6 separate regions of the Mus musculus genome follow, and all the other regions are linked to region 5. Evidence: chromatin contacts called from public Hi-C, HiChIP or PLAC-seq and promoter capture Hi-C data. All regions are on one chromosome and are shown on one strand. The core of a region is the stretch at or near the end of the contact, and the rest is flanking DNA. Distances in the headings are between cores, read along the strand shown. Region 1 holds the start of Il15 (interleukin 15). Region 2 has its middle 43 kb from the start of Gm38590. Region 3 overlaps Inpp4b (inositol polyphosphate-4-phosphatase, type II). Region 4 has its middle 24 kb from the start of Otud4. Region 5 holds the start of Usp38 (ubiquitin specific peptidase 38). Region 6 holds the start of Otud4 (OTU domain containing 4).

The links. Promoter capture Hi-C pulls out the DNA fragments that hold promoters and counts their contacts. A called contact is a pair of places that touch in the nucleus more often than the background predicts. HiChIP or PLAC-seq counts read pairs in DNA pulled down with a chosen protein or histone mark. Capture Hi-C pulls out chosen DNA fragments and counts their contacts.
Region 1: a contact with region 5 is called in a Hi-C map of B cells, with 9 read pairs. The contact joins the promoter of Il15 here to the promoter of Usp38 in region 5. A contact is called at or near these places in 6 of 39 promoter capture datasets (cranial neural crest, frontonasal cranial neural crest, liver and 2 more), 1 of 484 Hi-C or Micro-C datasets (B cells) and 4 of 115 datasets of contacts at active chromatin or transcription factors (bone marrow-derived dendritic cells, large pre-B cells, pro-B cells and 1 more).
Region 2: a promoter capture Hi-C map of liver shows a contact between it and region 5, with 2.3 times the contacts expected there. The contact joins the enhancer-like site here to the promoter of Usp38 in region 5. A contact is called at or near these places in 7 of 39 promoter capture datasets (the 3T3-L1 cell line, 3T3-L1-derived adipocytes, cranial neural crest and 3 more).
Region 3: an H3K4me3 HiChIP or PLAC-seq map of pro-B cells shows a contact between it and region 5, with 4 times the contacts expected there. The contact joins the enhancer-like site here to the promoter of Usp38 in region 5. A contact is called at or near these places in 12 of 39 promoter capture datasets (the 3T3-L1 cell line, 3T3-L1-derived adipocytes, the HPC-7 cell line and 8 more), 6 of 115 datasets of contacts at active chromatin or transcription factors (the 230-238 cell line, astrocytes, forebrain and 3 more) and 1 of 9 other capture datasets (liver).
Region 4: a contact with region 5 is called in a promoter capture Hi-C map of liver, with 3 times the contacts expected there. The contact joins the enhancer-like site here to the promoter of Usp38 in region 5. A contact is called at or near these places in 4 of 39 promoter capture datasets (the C10 cell line, hematopoietic stem and progenitor cells, liver and 1 more) and 3 of 115 datasets of contacts at active chromatin or transcription factors (the 230-238 cell line, effector CD8 T cells and fetal liver).
Region 6: a contact with region 5 is called in a promoter capture Hi-C map of adipose tissue, with 4 times the contacts expected there. The contact joins the promoter of Otud4 here to the promoter of Usp38 in region 5. A contact is called at or near these places in 10 of 39 promoter capture datasets (cranial neural crest, embryonic stem cells, hematopoietic stem and progenitor cells and 4 more), 8 of 484 Hi-C or Micro-C datasets (Th1 cells, brain, cortical neurons and 5 more), 7 of 115 datasets of contacts at active chromatin or transcription factors (astrocytes, cardiomyocytes, embryonic forebrain and 4 more) and 4 of 9 other capture datasets (adipose tissue, embryonic stem cells, liver and 1 more).

What each region holds. Positions count from the first base shown.
Region 1 is chr8:82,401,009-82,404,202 of GRCm38.p6, reverse strand. It overlaps Il15 (interleukin 15), which reads left to right and starts at 1,617. Exons shown (of 8, transcript NM_001254747.1): 1 at 1,617-1,903.
Region 2 is chr8:82,248,684-82,251,653 of GRCm38.p6, reverse strand. No RefSeq gene overlaps it. Among named protein-coding and RNA genes, the nearest start is that of Gm38590, 43 kb to the right of the region's middle. Within about 2 kb of position 1,608, at least 6 of the 459 cell types and tissues checked have an H3K27ac peak or open chromatin away from gene starts, as enhancers often do. A contact at or near this core is called in liver, where this site is marked.
Region 3 is chr8:82,026,071-82,029,240 of GRCm38.p6, reverse strand. The region is part of intron 17 of Inpp4b (inositol polyphosphate-4-phosphatase, type II); the gene reads right to left. Among named protein-coding and RNA genes, the nearest start is that of Gm25267, 130 kb to the left of the region's middle. Within about 2 kb of position 1,685, at least 35 of the 459 cell types and tissues checked have an H3K27ac peak or open chromatin away from gene starts, as enhancers often do. A contact at or near this core is called in pro-B cells, where this site is marked.
Region 4 is chr8:79,613,912-79,617,221 of GRCm38.p6, reverse strand. No RefSeq gene overlaps it. Among named protein-coding and RNA genes, the nearest start is that of Otud4, 24 kb to the left of the region's middle. Within about 2 kb of position 1,266, at least 21 of the 459 cell types and tissues checked have an H3K27ac peak or open chromatin away from gene starts, as enhancers often do. A contact at or near this core is called in liver, where this site is marked.
Region 5 is chr8:81,013,120-81,016,515 of GRCm38.p6, reverse strand. It overlaps Usp38 (ubiquitin specific peptidase 38), which reads left to right and starts at 1,610. Exons shown (of 10, transcript NM_027554.2): 1 at 1,610-2,761. The coding sequence starts at 2,080.
Region 6 is chr8:79,638,120-79,641,181 of GRCm38.p6, reverse strand. Otud4 (OTU domain containing 4) reads right to left here and starts at 1,506. Exons shown (of 21, transcript NM_001256033.1): 1 at 1,118-1,506. The coding sequence starts at 1,276. It overlaps Gm51579, which reads left to right and starts at 1,277. Exons shown (of 1, transcript XM_030243905.1): 1 at 1,277-3,062. The coding sequence starts at 1,320. The coding sequence ends at 1,829.

The DNA.
Region 1 (3,194 bases), core at 368-2,867, 1.4 Mb before region 5:
CCTGTACAAAAAGAATATTGATTTTAAAAATGTATTTGTATGTGTGTGTGTGTGTGTGTGTGTGTGTGTGTGTGTGTGTGTGTGTGTAAGTGCAGGTCCCTCAGGAGACCAATGCTGTTGGATCCTCTGGAGCAGGAGTTACAGCTGTTAGTGGATCATCTCAGTATGGTCCTGAGAATGGAAGTCCAGACCTCTGCAAGAACAACAAGCTCTTGAACTGCTGAGCAATCTCTCCAGTCAGATTTTTATGTTTCTTTAAATATAATTTATAATGGTAGTAAAATTTTAAATGGTTGTAAAATACACATTTTCACGATTTTTATTATAAGTAAATTTTGGTGTGATTGTTACCAAAACATGCATTATTGTTTCAAATATAAACCTTGAAGGGATACAAGATAAGTGTGTGAGAACAAACTTCCCATTACAATGATTTTATGTGGAATGCCACACACAGTTAATAATTAGTCGTTCAAATATTCTAGTTTTTACCATTTTTTAATGTAATACACAAAAACACAGAACATAGTTGTGTTTAACTAGGTGCCAAGGGCCTCATCGTTTTCTCCTGGCTTTCTCAAAAGCTTTGGGAACCGCAAGCCACTGAGTCTTTTCAATGATTCATCTGAATGCCAAAGCTGGGACCCCGGGCTCTCGGACTGTCTGGAATAGACACACAGTTGACATGGTTAACTCCTCCTCACTATAATCACTCCTAATTTCCAACTTAAAGATGCTGCCTTACCCACGCCTTGTTTCCCATCAAAAGACATGTGCAATGTTTTACATTCAGCTACAAATTAGGTTGGAAAAATGACCCAAGAGGGGTCAATTTAGTGGAAGTTTACTGTTCCCAAACAGGCCCCTCCTAGCAAGAGTTCAGAAAGAAACTTCCCTCTTCCAGACTCTGCAGCAGGTCAAGGGTTGTTTTGGAGGACCGCCCATTCCAGACCCAAGGTCCTTTTCCGTTTCCTCCCGGTACAGTCTCTGTCCAGATCTCCTCCGGGCTTCTATGGGGAAGCCAAACTGCCTCCCTGCAAGGCCAGTTGCTGTAGATGCAAGCAACCTGTGAACTCAGGCCAACTCCTTGAAACTTCACAGAGGCAAAGGCATTCCAGGACACACAGAGGCTGTGGCCAACTGCCCAGGGGGAGGAGACTGCTCTCTGCTCTCAGTTGCCCTTCAGGTTCTGCGCCCTGGGGACCTGGCAGTGGCAGAATCATGTGGGCACCTGGTAAGGTGGCCGGGACCATGTGTTCCTCCCGCAACCTCCCCAGGGTGTTGATCTCCGCCTCAGCTTGGGCTCTTTCTCTTTCACTTTTCTGTTAGCTGGGGTTGGGACTCCCCGGCTGGAAAGCACTGGGGGAAACCGGGGAAACCCCAGCTGATTCGCTCCTTGTGCCTTGATTGCTCCCGCTGGCTGCTGCCCTGCATCCTGCACCCTTCAACCAGAACCCGATGGAGGTACAGAATGGGAGGTGGTAGTGCTGGTGGTGGTGGATCAACAATGGAATTTTTTTTTTTTCCGAAAGCCTACGCCCCGGGCCCCTCCCAGCTCTGGCTCTGCTCAGGCACCCTTTTCCCCTCCAGCTGCCGGCCAGGCCGCCCCGCCCTCTTTCTTGACCAAGACTTCAATACTCAGTGGCACTGTATTCCCCTTCTGTCCAGCCACTCTTCCCCAGAGTTCTCTTCTTCATCCTCCCCCTTGCAGAGTAGGGCAGCTTGCAGGTCCTCCTGCAAGTCTCTCCCAATTCTCTGCGCCCAAAAGACTTGCAGTGCATCTCCTTACGCGCTGCAGGGACCTTGCCAGGGCAGGACTGCCCCCGCCCAGTTGCAGAGTTGGACGAAGACGGGATCCTGCTGTGTTTGGAAGGCTGAGTTCCACATCTAACAGCTCAGAGAGGTCAGGAAAGGTACTAACTCGGCTCTGCTTGCCACATTCTTTCAAACTTCTGGCCCCGGCGAATGGATGGCTGCTATGGACTTTCTTTCTTTCTTTCTCTCTCTCTCTCCTCTCTCCCTTTGCAAAAATTACTCACCTTTTCCTTGTTGAAGATGCGTTTTCTAGGGAAATAAATGTGCAGGAATGGCCATAGGTCTGGGTCTGTATTAGCAACAGCTTAGCTCAAGGCTTAATCAAAGCAGTTGTCTGTATGAAATACCAGATTGAAGGGAAGCAACGGGGAAGATTGTCCTGAAATAAAATCCTCACTCAAGCGGGCTTTAGATGAAAACCCAGCTAACTTTTTCAAGTGGGTTGGAGAGTGCAAAGTTGCAAGAAAGGGAAGCTCAAAAGAATGTCTATAGCCCCTCCCCCCTGCATTTAATATTATGTTAATGCCCAAACAATGTTAATGATCCAGGTTCCAGACAGAACCAGGCAGCGTCCTGACAGGTTTCAGACAGAACCAGAGACAGAGTCCCGCAGAAGCTGAAATGGAAATGAGGTGATTGGCAGCAGCTACTTTCCACTGGTGATTTTAAATTGATTTCTGATACTCTCATTGGTGGCGCCAGGGAGGCCCCATTGACCTGCCAGGACTCTCCAGTCTGAGCCGGTAAATAAACAGATTACTACGATTGCTGCCTCAAGTTAGATCCTTATCAACATTGAATGCTCACTAAAATTTAAAGGATTTCTTAAAGGAAGTTTAGAGGGATTGATAAGAAAGAAGCGACTCAAGAGGGAACATCAATATTAATAAAGGAGTAGAGACAAAACTATAGTTATTTTAGGCTTTTAGAATAAAAAAACAACAACAACAACAACAACAAACTCCGGAGTTTTACTTAAAATGTGGAAGGGTCAGAAATTGCTTCAGGCTTGTTATAAATGTGTCTGCTTCTCCTCTGATCTTTATGCTTCCCCTTTTCCCTTCTGGGAGTTTGCAGTCCCATTCTCACTCTAATGGCTCCTCTTGCCTTGTGATCTGTTTTGCAACATGATAGGGGGTCAGGTTTTCCCTAGTTCAGATCCCTGACAGGTTTCTAGTAGTTTAGATATTACTGCTGGCTGCTGATTGGCAGGCAGAGGCAGTGTACAGTGCGGTGGGAAGCTGCTTCTTAGAATTTTCCTGCAGATTGCTGGTGGGTTAAAGGAAAAATACAATGGTGCTTTCTTAGTTAAATCTTGTTTCAATTCTAAGAAGTGTCTGTGGCTATATTGCATAATATAACATTTGTCAAGGACACAG
Region 2 (2,970 bases), core at 359-2,858, 1.2 Mb before region 5:
CTCCAGAGATGAGCTATTTGGGTGACATCCCTTTCCAGTTGTCACTTTGTTTTGTGTCATCTTGGAACAGACTGACAGGACCACTTAATCCATCTGATTCAAGCAAAACGAACTCTGCAACTTCAAGTCACCTTTGCCCTGTGAGAGTCTGTGTCTGCAGCCCAGTGGAGCTAATGCTGGGAGAGTGTGTATGATTGTATTCTTAGGAGATCATATAGTGCCATTTTTAGACAATGATAATTAGTGTCACGTGAGAAAAACAGATACTTCATCAAGTCCTTTAATAGTAGTCTGTACTATTCCATGGGAATCATTTACTATTTTCGTTGTATGACAATTTTTTTCTAAATGTAAGATAAATATTTCATGCTGAGTGGGAAAAAGTTTTGAAAAACATCTGGTAATTCAGAAGTTTCAATACCAACTAGAAATGCCTTACATATATATATACATATATATATATGTATATATACATACATATATATATACACACACACATATATATACATATATATATATATATATATATATATATATATATATATATATATATATATATATATATTAGTATGCTCTGGGCAGGTGGACTCAGGAGGACTGCCAGATGCTTTCCACTCAGCCTCGGTGGGCATCTAAGCCACTGACCCCACTTGGCAGAGGGTGACAAGGGGCACACCCCGAAACGAGGGGCCCCTGGGCAACACCCACAGCCCCAGGGTTATGGGACAGAGGGCTGAGGGAGAGAGGTTCCCACACAGGTGAGAGTCCTTAGTCCAGGCCTTGACTGGAACACAGGAAGGCCTTCCATCAGGAGATTAGAAATGGCTCATTAGGAGAAAGCCTATCCCATCATCCAAGCACAGCGGGTCTTGTTAAACAGTCTATGGTTTTATAGCTTTTTTGTAGAAAGGCAGGGGGAAAGAGTGAAAGTAGAAAAAGAGATGGACTAGAAATGGTCAAGAGGAGAGAAGGGGGAAAGAAGAGAGAGAAGAAAGGCTAGAGAGTAAGAAAGAGAGAGTAAGTAAGAGAGTGAAAGGAGAGGATGAGGAGAGAGGAGAGGAGAGAGTAAGAGAGTAAGGTGGGGTTAAGCAGCAACTCTTATGGTGGGCTGTTATCTTGTCTGTTGCTAGGTAACTGGGAGGAGTCTAGCCTGAAGGTCAGAAGCTTGGGACATTGTCTATGTGACTACTAACCATGCTTCTCCTGTGGGGGCTGTGGGAGCAGTAGCTTTGACAGTAGCTTCGAGTCCAGGAGACATGAGGGAATGCCTACCATGTCATATAGGTGAATCATCACCACTCCGGAGTTCAGACTTCAGCTTGACTGGAGACCAGACTGTCTGTGTATAGCCCAATGCCCCATACACATATAAGACTTAACAATACTTAATAATACACTCACAATTACTAGTTATCTTCAGATAAAAATGATGCTTATCTGTTCCTCCTTAATGTTCTAGGAGAAGAGAATTCTTGAGAAACCCTTAGAGCTGCAACTTAGTGTCTGCAAAGCATTTTTTTGAAGAACAAGGACATCAAGGTGAATGCCAGCACAGAGACAGTGTTTACGGAAAGAATCTGAGTTGGACAAGGTACTGTCCTGATAGACCAAATGCTGGGTGGTTGAGGTCAAAGTCTAAAACATGAGCTGTCCTAGTTAAGATTTTCCAATATCTACTCCATCAAAATGCAAAAGGTTAAACAGTTTTTATGACTGATCTACATGTAAACAGAACAAACACAAACTGGGTTAAACATTGTGTTAAGTACAAATACTGAAATAATTTTTGATAACATTTTTTAGATTGTGTTTTATCAAATGGGCAGTAAATATAAATTAATTCAACTTACTGTGATGGTAATTGGGTAATTTGTAATTAATTGATTAGTGCAATAAGTTATCTCATGAACTGGACACATCAGTGTTGTAATCATCCAAAAGTCGAAACCTGGAGCTTAAATAAAATTAAGAGCATTTGCTCAACAATGAAAAAAAATCGAATATATAATGCTTTTAGAGGATGATAAATGGTGTGAATATAAAGACTTGTAAGGGAGCTATGTTTGTGTGGATTGATGGGGGGCATCATTGCAACTTACTGAAGAGTAAGGAAAAGCAGTGATATTAAAACTCAGGAAGATACATGAAAGCAAACGATGGTTACAAAGAGGAAGAGGAGTCATGTAGAGGGCACAGTAAGCCCAAGACCCTGGAGGTGGGTGCCTTGAAAATTATTATTAAATTATCTTACTTCTGTTTAAGTAACTGTAAATGTGAGAGTAAGACAAAGTCAGAGGCAGGGGACACAGAAACAGAGCGCAGTTAGATATTTTAATAATTCAAACAGTTACTTGGTTTTACACCAGAAAGAAAAGAGAAAATACTATAAGCCCATCAGAAGATATAGCTGTCAACAGTCTTCATGCAAGTATGGGAAGGGAGCGAATAGTCTCTGAGAGGAAGGGAATGTGTTCAGAACAAAAATCAAATTTGAGGTGTTTTTAAGTTGAAGATGCCTAAAAGAATTAAAGTAGACAGAAGAAACTCAGGGAGAGAAACATAATGCTACCCCATAACTGATTGTGCTACCATTATGAATCTCAATGCAAATATGTGATATAGACCCCAAAGGTCATGACTCACAGGTAGAGAACTTCTGCAGAAATCTGTAGTATTCATGGCAAACAACTTGGAAAGAACATTAAGGACAGAAGACAAATTCCAAGGTATTTAGAACATAATTGAAACTTCAAACTTTATTTCTCCTACTTATAAAATCAAACTACTTTTAAAGGTATCAGAAGATACACTATACCTATTGGAGATAGATATAAATAATAGTCAGTGTAAGAAAAGCAGAAATAGCATCAAAAATCTTCATAGGAGGATCAGCAAATATCTTAGATCCAAGCAGCATTTGGGGGAGACTGAGATAAAATGGAATGTGCAGAATTACTTTATTTGATGATA
Region 3 (3,170 bases), core at 436-2,935, 1.0 Mb before region 5:
TAGTTCAATGTTGAAAGTTAACTACAACCATGTTCTGTCCTGTGATTGGTTCTGTAGGTTTGAGGTCCCACTGTGGAATTATCAGGCAGGAAATACAGCTTTTGTGCAGTAGGTGGAGCTGCTTTATCAGGCTGAAGTAGAACTACGTTGTCAGTCATTTAATTCAAGAATGAATAAAACATTTTCCTTGTTACATTTGCATAGTTCTCAAAGAACATGTATCTACTGCTTAAGCATCTTGAATCACACTCTCCCATGCCAAAGGGGTAGTAGCTTGCTCAGGGGTGTGATGTGCTCTTTCTACTTTGAAAACAAAAAGCTAACTTAAGTGTATAGGTTTTTGTCCTTGAATGAGCTTGTCAATTCAAGCGAAATACAGCTGTTTGCTTTTCTTAAAGGTTTTTGAAAGTGGAAGCTTCACAGGCCACTTATAAATTTCAGAATGAGAGAGTGTGGGATAGAGGAAAGTAGAAGAGAGAGGGACAGAGGTGGAAACAAAAGAGAGAAAGATAGAGACCATTTCTAGTTTTACTAGAATAGGGATAGAAATACAAAGGTACTCTAAACTGAAGAGAAACAGGAGGCATTTCACTCACTAGCAACATTCCAGCATCTCCATTTAATACCACACATTCTATAAAAAAATAGTGATTATATACTTTTGATTATAATTTAAGAAAAATGAGAATTTAGAAGACCGTTATAATTGAAGAGTTGGAAGTGTTTGAGCATGGTAAGATGACTTGAGGAAGACAGTATGCTTTCTATGGAGACACACAAGGCATCAAGGAAGGTAACAGATATGTATCTTTTATAAAGAGAAACTATCAGCTCTGCCAGTAGTTAAAGGAACTGCCCCAGCCAACTGCAATGACTACATGTTTCTTTCCCATGTTAACACCCAGTGCACTCTGCAAATCCCAAGTTCTGACGTGAGCACATTAGGCTATGGAGGGCCAGAGAGAGGCAGAGTTCAGATCGTAAATGGTCTTCCTACTACAATGAACATTTCATGGCGTTCTTACAAGGAGCAAACTATGCTTCCATTTTCTTATTAAAGCTGATGATTGGTTGGGGGAAAAGAGCTCACTCTTCTCACATTGCTGTCATGTCCTTCCATAGTCCCCCATTTGCATGGTGGCTGTTTTGTGCTTCACACAAAACCATCTCTTTTTACATTGTGGTCAAAGTAAAAATCTATGCATGCACTCACATGTACTTTCCTGAGTTTAGTTTTTTTTCCACTTTACACATGTGTATGACCACACATGTATGATCATGTGTATACGTGGGAAAACACATTGGTAAGATGTGCCTAGGAAGCAGAGCACCTGTGCTTGCATCATGGTTTGCCACCACATCAGTACCTCATAGCTCATCACCTTGGCAGTCCCTGAATTGTAGTTCTCTCATGGGCTTCCTTCAGCAGCAGATGAAAAAATGAAGAGAATGTTTTAGTATCTTCATAAAAACTTGCTGAGACTCCTTAACCCTGAGACCAACAAGCAGAATTTTTCCTCAGGAAAACATAAAATGCATGTGGCTTAGCTGAGCTTTTCCTGAGCTCTGATGGAACCTGGAAGCCATCCAGGCAGATCTCTGCTTCCCAGCCTTTTACAGCCTTCTCTAATGTATTCAAGTGAAACTAGCTAAAGGATTCAAAGGATGACTGCTGGGTGCCCTCCCTCCCCTCCACACACCATCTATTTCCTGTACAGGATGTCCGTGTCCTCTGAGCTCAATGGCTCTTATGTTACTCGGGAGAAAAATAAAAGGGCCATGTAGCAACCAACTGTAGCGTGGTGTAATGCTGTCCTGCCAATTGCTGAGCCATTTTCTTCTCAGGTATTTGATTTTTCTCTCCTCATTTAAAATAATTAACTCCACAAAAGCATGTAGACAGTCTTAATTTTGGGATCACAACTTTTCAGATATGGGGGGGGGAAGAAAAGCTAAAAAGATCGAATAGCCACTAAATGCCCTACAAAGAGCTGAGAGATGTCTCAGCTCTGTTCATTTTCTCATGAATTTCTATGAAGAGGAACAGCTGAAGTAGCTCCAAAGGAAGCTGACAAAATGCCCAATGGTTTGAGGTAAACACAAACCAATCTGTATCCAACATGTGTTTTATATTACACACAAATCTCACTTAATACCAAAATGAAAACACCTTCATGGTTGAGTGTTAAGGACAGGAGATGGGGATGGGGATCTATACTCTTAGAATGTCCCTTTCAAAAACCCACATGCTATGACAGCAAAGTTACAGCTCTTTCTGAGCCCCTCTGTGTGAGCATGTGTTGAAAATTCAACTTTTCGGTGTGCACACGTGAACAGTATTCTAGTCATCAATATGAGCATGGAAGGGTAAATTACTGGGGAGCATGCCTCAGCACAAGGTACAGCGAGTTTCTTTGTGTGAGTCAATACATGTGGCCAATGTTAATCATAAGCCTAGACACCGGCCCTCTTGAGGCCTCTAATCTAGACATATCCTAAGGGGAAAATAGAAAAAGCAGGTTAAATCCTGACAGCGATAGGCAATTGAGGAAAAGGAGCGTGTGCTGGGGTCTGGCTGCTTCATAGTTATTTCTGCAGGCTGAGGGTGTTCTCTTCCTGTTCTTGCCTTTATGATTCATTTCCTAACTGTGGTCCAGGAATTGAAAACTCAATTTGCATTTATCTTACCCTAATAAATACTGATTTGGCTTCCTTACATTACCGACTGTATTAGTCAAAATACAATGACCTAGAAAAGAGCAAAGTTCTATCTATGTTGCCTAAAAGCTTTGAAATATCTAGTCCCAGGCTGACTAAATCCATTACTCTATGGTGGGCTTCCTTGTGACAATGACAGAGAGTATGGGTGAAGTACATTGCTCATTCCATAGCTAGACGGCTAAAGAGGGAAATGGAGAGAGTGGTTCTCCAAACACCCTAGGGGCCAAATCCCTAATAACTTAAATACTTCTCATGGGGTCTGATCTCCTGGAGACTCCATCACCTCCCAGGAGTGGTGCACAAAGGATCAAGCCTTTAACAAATAGCAGAGATTCAGATCCAAGCCACAGAGCTACTCCTTTGCTTTCACACAGCCACCATGAGAGATGTGATTTCATGAGGTCACAATGATCCTATCTTGTGTTTTGATGAGTGTAACGATATTTGTA
Region 4 (3,310 bases), core at 17-2,516, 1.4 Mb after region 5:
TCTTACAACACCACTGACCAACCACAGCCACTTTTTGTTTCCCCCTAAGAAAAATAAAGAACAGATACAACCAAGTCTCGTCTAAATATATTTTCCCCAGTTGCTTTCTCTTATTTTTTTTTCTAAAACGTTGCTTGCTGAGGACATTAAAAACGGCAGTAGATATGGAGGTTGGGCAAAGACACACAATGAAGAAGGCAGCAGATAAGCTTGTGTTACTACGCCTGGCCTTAACATTTCAGTTGTTATATCAAATTGAGATTACTTTCCATTAGTTTGGGAAATATACACAGGTCAGCATTACTGCACCTGGAATGGAGATTACATTTATGACAAAGGTAAAAATTTATTTTATTTAAAGCTTGGCTGTGGAAGTCACACCTTTAATCCCAGCACTGAAGAGGCAGAGGCAGGCAGATCTCAGAGTTCAAGGCCAGTGTAGTCTACAGAGTGAGCTCCAGGACAGCCAGGGCTACATTGAGACTCCCTGTCTTTAAAAACTAAAAAAGAAATTATTTTATTTAAATGTTCTTTTAATTTATTCTTTGACAATTTCATACATATGTCCTTCCCCTCCTTCTCCCTCTTCCTCCTTTTTTTTTGAGACAGGGTCTTACTGTGTAGTCCCCAGCTGACCATAAACTTGCTATGTAGACCAGGCTTGCCTTGAACTCACAGAGAGGCACCTGACCCTGCCTGAGTGTTAGAATTAAGGGCTCCCACAGTACCCCATTCTAATGTCTTCTGATTCTATTCAGCCCCATTAGCCTTTCATCTCTCTCTCCTGCTGAACTATAAAAGTTTACTCTTGTGTGTGTGTGTGTCTGTGTCTCTGTATGTGTCTGTGTGTGTATGTTTGTGTGACCTGCTGAGTTTAATTATGCTTGCTTGCACCAACAGGGGTTAAAGGTTATTTACGGTCAGGTTGACAATTTACCTGTGTTTACACCACTGAAAAAAGCAAACATTAACTGCCAATTAGTCTCCCTGAGGGTTGGGGCCTAAAGAGCACCTTCGTCATCTGTGATGTCATGGATCTTGTGCAGGTAACCTCGCATGCTGTGAGTTCACCAGCACCATGGTCATGCTGTGTCCAGAAGAGCCAGGAAAGGGCATTTCAGAGCACACTTCCCTCCTCTCCACCTCTTACATTCCTTTTGTCTCCTCTTCCGTGATGTGCTCTGAGCCCTGGAGGGTTAGTATAGATGTCCCATCAGGCCTACGCACCCAGCAGTCAGCTCTTCCCAGCACTTAGATGAGTTGTGAGTCTCTGTACTCACTGCTGCTCTCTGCACACAGAACCTTCTCCGGCCAGGGCAAAGAGCAGCACTAATCTATGCATGTAAACAGAAATACCTAGAGGGCAATTTGACACCAGGCCCATTTAGCAAAACAGTACCAGTGCTTTCCCCACCAGTACCTGAGGCCTCTCTGCTTAAGGCTCCAAAGCCAGGTTTGCTTTGCCAGGCATGAATCCCTCCTATGGAGCAGCCTCAGAAGCAATCAGAAAACAAAGTTCCTTTTAAAGGTTGTTTTGTTTATTGCAACAGTCTTTTGTTCTAAACTACTTTGAACAATTATCCACGAAAGTCTGTTCACTGAAGTTATTAGTAGTTTTTGTTTTGCTTTGTTTTTGCTTTGTAAGACAGGATTTCTCTGTGTCCCCTTGGCTGTCCTGGAACTCTCTCTGTAAACCACACAGGCTTTGTACCCATGGAGATCAGCCTGCCTCTGCCCTCCAGGCATCAGTATTAAAGGCCACAGAGTGGCTATTACTAGTTTTATTAAAGTGATTATTAAGGTTGTGAATAACTTATTTGCTGTAGTTTGAATTTCCTGGAGAGCCTTGAAGAGATGTGTGGGTATGCTGACTACCCAGTGTCTCCGGAGTTGTGTCTCATAATGTTATAACAAGTAAAAAACACAATTTACATCAGTCAAATTTTGGTTTTCAAACACAGCAAATAACGGATTGAAGCTATTACCACATAACAGACTCCCTTTGTTCTTATTTTTCCTCTTGCTGTTAGCAGAAACTATTGAGTTGTCCACAATTCAAAGATGAAGTTTTGAACCAGATGTGTTTTTAGTCTCACTCAGGAGGCAAAAGGGAGAAGCAGGGAGATCTCGGGTTTGAGGCTATCTCGGTCTACATAGTACATAGTGAGTTCCAGGCCAGCCAGGGCTACATAGTGAGTTCCTGTCAAAGAAAAAAAATCAAAGAAAGAAGGAAGGAAAAGAGGAAAAGAAGAATGAATACTTTAGAATCCAGACCACACTGCCGCGTAGGCTGTAACACCTTCAGCAGCCCTCCCCGTCACAGATCTTGATGACTAGGAGCCCTCTGTGAATTCCCAGCTATCAGACCTTCAGGGGCTTGGACTTCTCGTTTGAGGAAGTAGGTTTGTAGCTGCCTTCACTTTTGTCCCCATTCCTCTCCTTGTTGGCTGTTGGGGAATCTGAAAGCCCAGGTGCAGTCTCAGCAGTGAAGCTTCGACCTTTCCTTTTGGAGTATTATAAAAAGGGACCCCACCCCTGCCAGGTAGGCCTGGTTCCTCCTCAGAGCCCCCGCCAGCTGTCTGCCTGCCCACCCATGGCATTAATAAACTCTTCTGATAAACTTACTTCTCCAATCTGTCCCCCTTGAGCCCAACATCTGAGACCTTTCCAAACACCAAAGCTTCAATTCTGAGAAGAACCATATGACCCAATCAGCTAAACCACTATGTCCAGTTTGAGTTTAGAATCAGCCATGTGGAAGAGGGTGACTGGGGGGAAAATCTAAACTCCTAGAACTGTTATGTTTTCAATATTTTCCTATCATGTGGCTCACAGTTCACTTGTAGATGGACACACATATACAACCAGGGTTCTTAGTTTTTGCCCAGTACATTTGACATTAAAGGCTATAATTTGTAGACACCTTTCACATTTGTCCCCATCCCTCTCCTTGTTGCCTGCTGGGGAATCTGAAAGCCCACTTGATGTTAAAGAAATGATTTTTGTATTTTCACATATGGATTTCCAAGTCACAGGAACTGGTATATGTGTATGTGTGTATGTGTGTGTGTATGTTTGTGTGTGTGTGCACATATACATATATACCTCTCTTTCTCTCTCATTCTCTCTCTCTTTCTGTCTCTGTTTCTCTGTCCCTGTCTCTCTCTGCCTCTGCCTCTGTCTCTGTCTCTCTTTCTCTCTATCTCTCTGTACATGCTGGGGAGTGCATATACACATGTGTGTGTGAAGGCCAGAGTTCAATGTTGGGTATTTTCTATCTCTCTTTTTTTTGAGCCATGATCTCTCACTG
Region 5 (3,396 bases), core at 361-2,860:
TCGTAATCACCACTAATTTCTTAGCTCCAGCTACCAGCATCAATTGTCCCAGTAATCCCTTCTTTAAAGCCAGAGCCACATGGCCAAAGCTGCCAAGTTCTGCTGCTTGCTGAAGCTGGAATGTGTCCTCCCACCTCCACCATGTTCTATTATCAGCTTTCTGTTTTCTAACTCCCTCTCTGCCTAAGTTTGGGTTTCCTGAAATGAACTCAGAGACCTACATGGCTGTCTCTTGTAATGCTGGAACTAAAGGCATGTACCACCAGGCCTGGAGTTAAGCTCTTCACCTAGAACCTGCTTGTCCCAGGCTGGCCTTGAACTCAGAGATCTGCTTGGCCTTATCTCCATGGATTAAAGGTGTATGCCACTATGCCTGGGTCTAAATTTAGCTGAGAAGGATCTTGCTTATACACTGAACACTGAATACAAAAGCTCACTATTTTTTATTTTTTCCAGACATGGTTTCTCTGTGTAGCCCTGGCTGTCCTGGAACTCACTCTGTAGACCAGGCTGGCCTCGAACTCAGAAATCCACTTGCCTCTGCCTCCCAAGTGCTGGGATTAAAAGCGAGCACCACCACCACCCGCTAAAAAATCTATTCTTACAACAACCTTGTTTTGAATCACCACTAAATATATGAGCCACCAGTACTCTCTCTACATTAGCAATTGTTTCAGAGGAAAAACCCAGCCATTTAAGGCATTGGAGTATGTCTGGGCCTAACAAGGTCTTTAGAAAGATTTCCCCCAAAGCTTGGTTTGTTTGTTTGTTTGTTTTCTTATACTTTCCTCCATTCCTCAACTAGTGCTCTTCTCGCGTTTCCAAAATTTTCTCAGACACAAGATTTTAAACAATTAATAGCACTTCCTCGAATTGTCTTCATAAGCAACATGTCTCAGACTATGACATAGTAAAAGTTCCTCCATTTTGTCTCAGGTGGAGCCATCTTTGGTTTACCCGGAAACTGACACCATCATTCCCTGATGAAAGTGAAAAGTCCTGTACCCCAACTCTGTCCTAGAAACTCGGGGAAATGCCTCAGGCAACTGCACGTTTTGGGCTTCTAGTAAGCTGCTTGCTTACTTTATTTCCCTGCCAACGGCAAACAAGGAAGTAGTGTTTCCGTGTTCTCTGCCTTTTACAGCTCCCTGCACAGTGCGTTCTTCCGGCTGCTCTGAGAGAAGGGTTTCCCCCCGGCAGTCGCCGGCGGCTCAGTATAGACTCTCGGTTCGCTCGCGCTGAGTGGTCTCTGAGTTTCTAACCCTCACCACTGACGGAATCCACGTCCGGCGACAAGAACCTCAGAGCTCAGAGTAGGCTCCCTGAGCAGCGCCTCCGGAAGTCCGCCAGTGACGTACCACACAGTCTCCAGTGACGTGAGAGTGGCCGCGTGACTCACTCCGTGCCTCTGCGCCTGCGCGCCAGGGAAGGGGGCGCGGCCTATCGGGGGAGGAGCTACATGGAGAAGGGGGAGGGGCGGGGCCAGCAGGAAATGGGTCGAACGTAGCCGGGAAAGGACCGGAAAAAAGTGGGCGGGGCGAGGGCGGACCTATCCGCTGTACCTCGGAGCTTCACTTCCTATTCGCCAGTATTTCTGCTTCCGGGTTCAGGGTGTTCCGCGCCTCCGGCTCCTCTCCTTGGCAGATCGAGGTACTCGCATTGACAGTGCCTCCTGACTCAACCCAGGGCGACTTTTAACTGCCCACCCGCGGGAGCCGGGGCTCCGCACTGACCCGGGACACGAAGGCGCTCCTCACCTTCCAGCTCAGCCTGGAGGGTCCCTGCGCCCGGAGGCTGGGAGAGGTCGCGGGCCCAGCGAGGCAGCCTTATGCGGACCTCCGGCCCCTGAGGCGGACCGCGGGGACCCGCAGCCTTTCGGCGTCCCAGAATCGCTCGCTCCCGTCCCGGCTCGGATGGGCCTTCCCACTCGATAAATGTGGCTGCTGAGGCGGCGGTGGCGGTGGCCGGTCCTGCTGCTGGTTGGCTCCAAGTTCCTCCCCGCCGGGGCGCTTTGCTGCCCCCCGGGGCTGCCGCTGCCAGCTCTTTATCCCCAGGGCCTGGCCTTGCAGAGTGGCGACGATGGACAAGATTCTGGAAGGCCTGGTGAGCTCCTCGCACCCGCTGCCCCTCAAGCGGATGATTGTGCGGAAGGTGGTGGAGTTCGCGGAGCATTGGCTCGACGAGGCGCAGTGCGAGGCCATGTTTGACCTGACGACCCGCCTCATCCTGGAGGGCCAGGACCCTTTCCAGCGACAAGTGGGCCACCAGGTGCTGGAGGCCTACGCGCGGTACCACCGGCCGGAGTTCGAGTCCTTCTTCAACAAGACTTTCGTGTTGGGCCTCCTTCAGCAGGGCTACCACTCAGTGGACAGGAAGGACGTCGCCATCCTGGACTACATTCACAACGGCCTGAAGCTGATTATGAGCTGCCCGTCGGTGCTGGATCTCTTCAGCCTGCTCCAGGTGGAGGTCCTGCGAATGGTTTGCGAGAGGCCGGAGCCAGTGCTCTGTGCCCGGCTGAGCGACCTCCTGACCGATTTCGTGCAGTGCGTCCCCAAAGGGAAACTGTCAGTTACCTTCTGTCAACAGCTGGTTCGAACGATAGGTCATTTCCAGTGCGTGTCCACTCAGGAGAAGGAACTACGGGAGTATGTCTCCCAGGTAACGAAAGTGAGTACCTTACTACAGAATATTTGGAAGGCTGAGCCCTCCACGCTGCTACCTTCTCTGCAAGAAGTTTTTGCAAGCATCTCTTCCACAGGTAAGGGTCATTATTTCAGAAAAGTGTGTCTTGGAAATTCAACACGTGTGTCTCATCAACACAGTGCGCTTTTTTCCCCCCCGGAAGCATTCTCTTTGGGGGTACTGAAAGAGGCCAGGTAGCCTATTTTATTAGAGTAACTCCTCCAGTAAGAGACGTTCTTGATGGAGAGCAAAACTAAATACCCTTATGCAAAATGTTACTCCTCTTCACTGCCTTGTTCAGAATGGTACGCTGGAGCCAAAACATTGAGGATGCCTAAGTCCAAAGACCTTTGTCACTGAACAAGTCATTTAATTACACCACCTCTGCTCCAGTTTTGGAATTCTTACAGGCTGACAGCCAGGATGAAAAGCTTCTAGTCATTACTGACTAATGGTCATATATGATGCTTGCCGCAGGGAGTTATTATTACTGTGTGTAACCTATCATCTTATTGAAGGGTATCTTGTTGGGTTTTTTTTTTTCCTGTTTTCTGGTGGTCTCATTTTTTTTTAATTCATGAGTCGCGCACAATCTATTATTGTCCCGGTATACCATGTAGTGTTTTTTAAATGTCAGCATTTCACTTCACGACAGTGTATGTGACAGGAGATCCAGGGAGCATGAAGACAAGTGTGACAGCTTAGGTAGTA
Region 6 (3,062 bases), core at 257-2,756, 1.4 Mb after region 5:
GACTGGGCTGGAAACAGCACCCACACTGGAGCTTCCTACATTTCTGAAAATAAGAGATATCAAATGGTAGGATGGTTTGGGAAGCATCAAAGAATGTTTCAATGGACATACCTGTCATAAGTGCAAAGTGTTCCATATTTACATACTCTGAAAAATACATAGCCTGGTGATTCTAAAACAGAAATCTTAAAAGCTAGTTAGCTCACAAAAGGGGGCGGGCGGGAGGGGACAAAACCATAAAAACTCCAGATTAAGCCAAAGGAAAGCAAACTGTAAATGGTATGAAATACAAACTGGAGCAGTAATGTGAAACTTTTTTAATCCAACTACTTTAGCAGCTAGTCTTCAAATATAGGATGGGTTTTGGTGACCCCACACCTACATCTGATTACATAACATGGGGAAAAGGGCTCGCTCTCAAAAAAGAAAAGCCTTGAGTATTCTTCCCTGGAACTCGTCCCACTCCTGAGTTCTAACTCACTTCTCTTTGGTAAAATGTTCGATCTGTACTGGGAATAATTTTTGACCAATAAGGAAAACAAAACAAAAAACGGAAACAAAAAAAAAAACCCGACATGTGCCTATACTGAAAATCCATCCTATTACTTAAAGGCCTTTAGAAGAGTAAATTCTTGCCTGATTCCAACATAGTATAGTATGGGACCTACTCAAGATTAAGTCACTGGGAAGACCCTATACAGGAAGACTGCTTTCCTTAAACAGCAAAGTTGGCCGCCTGTTTCGAGTGACACCGGTGAGACCGACTACCCCGCATTCCAAAGTCCAGCAACAGGAAAAAAAAAATGTGAAGCAGTCACACTGAGTGCCGCACCTCCTCCAGTAAACATGAGGTTAACTAGTGGGAACACTCGGCTGCTAAAAACTGAGCGCAGGTGAACGCGGAACACAACTCAAAAACAGCATGTCGCTGGGTCCCTGGCGGTCAGGCTGCGAGCAGGCCGCCCGAGATGTCCTCACTCGGTCCCGTGCCGGCGTTACAATGGGCCGCTGTGACGACAGCGAGCCACGCGCAGCCCCGCCGTGGGCGGCCAGGCAGCTGCGGGCGGCATGTCGCACCCAGCCCCGCGCCCGCCCGGCTCCGGCCCGGGTCCTTTACCTGCTCGGCCACAGCCCGGAACAAGCACGACCCGTCCTTGGCGACCAATTTCCGATACAAGCCCAGTTTGCGCAGATAGGCGTCCATGGGCGTCTCATCCTCCAGCGGCCCCACGCCGCCCTGGTCCACGCCGTCGGGCGCGCCGACGGCTGCCTCCATGTTGCCGGTCCGCTGCAGCGTGCGCGGGGCGAACTAGCCCCACATGGCCGCGCCGCCGGCTGCTCGACGCCCGGGCCTGGGGCAGGCTGCGGCTCGGGCTCCGGCTCCGACGCGGACACGGCGAGCGGCGGCAGGAAGAGGCGGTGGCGGCAGCGGCCCGAGGCGGTGGCCGGCGCTCTCCCGGAGCATAGGTGAGCCCAGCCTAGTGCATGGCCATCCGCACGCGGCCGCCTCCGCGGAGGGACACGCGCCCGCGGGCAGCCCGGGGGTCGCCGCCCCCACAAGTTTCCGGGTCTCGACCGGTGTGAGGCGAGAAAAGCCCCGGCGGCGCGCCCGGCTGAGATTAAGCGAGGCCTGCGTCTCCCGCACGCACCCCACGCCGAGAACCGAGGAAACGCGGAGAGAAAGCCACGGCCGCTCGTCTCCCCACCTCGCCGGAGGGCGCCTGAGGGGCGGGGAGCGGGAAGGGGCGCCGGGCGGAGGGCAGCAACCTCGCAGCCTAGAATTTGTTTTCGCTTTCAGCCCTCGGCGCAGCGGACGACGGGAGTTGTAGTTTAAGCCGCGGCAGGAAGTCCTCGTGCAGAGGGCGGGGACGCCTGGGTCGGCCTACCCGGAGGGGAGGTGCCCCACGGGCTCGCGGACTACAAATCCCTACAATGCTAGCGGTGCCGAACCTAGAACTGCCTTCGCGCTTCCCAGGCCGCGTCCGCGAGCAGGCCCGAGGGTGTCTGTCGCTTACGCCGCTGACCTGCGCGCGCTGCCCCGCCCTCCCGGCGAGCCTCCCGCCCTGAGCGCCGTGGGGCGGCGGAAAGCGCGCGAGCGCAGCTTGCGTGCAGTTGCTAGGGGCTCAGTGGCGGTGCCGCCGGCCCTTTGTGTAGTTCCAGAGGACGCACCTGTCCGCACCCCACTCAGGGCCTCCCCTCCTAGCGTTTTCTTAGGGGTGGCTAAACGCTTAGAGCAGAAAACCGGGCACCTCACCCGAGGCCCTTGGAGCCGCCAGCCTAAGCCATTTTGACCCTCAATGAAGCGTTGACAGTTGATTGAAATTGGGACAGCTCACACTCTGACAAGATCTGGCTTTGCCAAGGGCATGCCTGCTCATTCTGTCACAGCAGCTGCGCTCTGCCACACAAAGAGCTGTCCCTGTTAGAAGAAATTACTTCTTTTTTTTTTTTTTTTTTTTTTTTTTAATTCGGTGATAACGCTACGGGGAATCCGACCTGAGCAGTCCAATTGGGTTTGCGAATCCGGAACTTAACCTCTTGGGACGTCAGAATTTTATTTTACTAGCATACAATAGCATCTCGTATCATTTAAATTTATTAGAACTTCGGTCTTGACGTTGTGTTGGAAAAAGAAAAGTGGTAAATTACCTTAGGTTTAAAGGTGTAGGCATTCTTGGGAATGGTGCCAAGACATGCCAGGTGGTAGGATTGCAACACGTTACTTAAAATGTAAGCTATTAATATTTAAATATTCCTATAAATGTGCTATTTTTAGAAAATATATCGCAAGCTAAATAATTTTTTTTTTAAAAATCCTTGACCCAAATTTAAAATGTTTACTTGTACAGGGGAAACACTTTGAGAAATCCAGGGTTTTGTTTTTTGTTTGACTTAGTTTAAGAGGCATACTCCATATACCCCAGTCAGGCTTTGAACTTGCCATATAGCCAAAGATGACCTGGAATTCCTGGCCATCTTGCCTCCTGCCACCCTCCCCAAATACTAAGATCACTGGTATGCCACCACATCCTGTTCTGTGTGGCACTGGGAATGAAACTCAG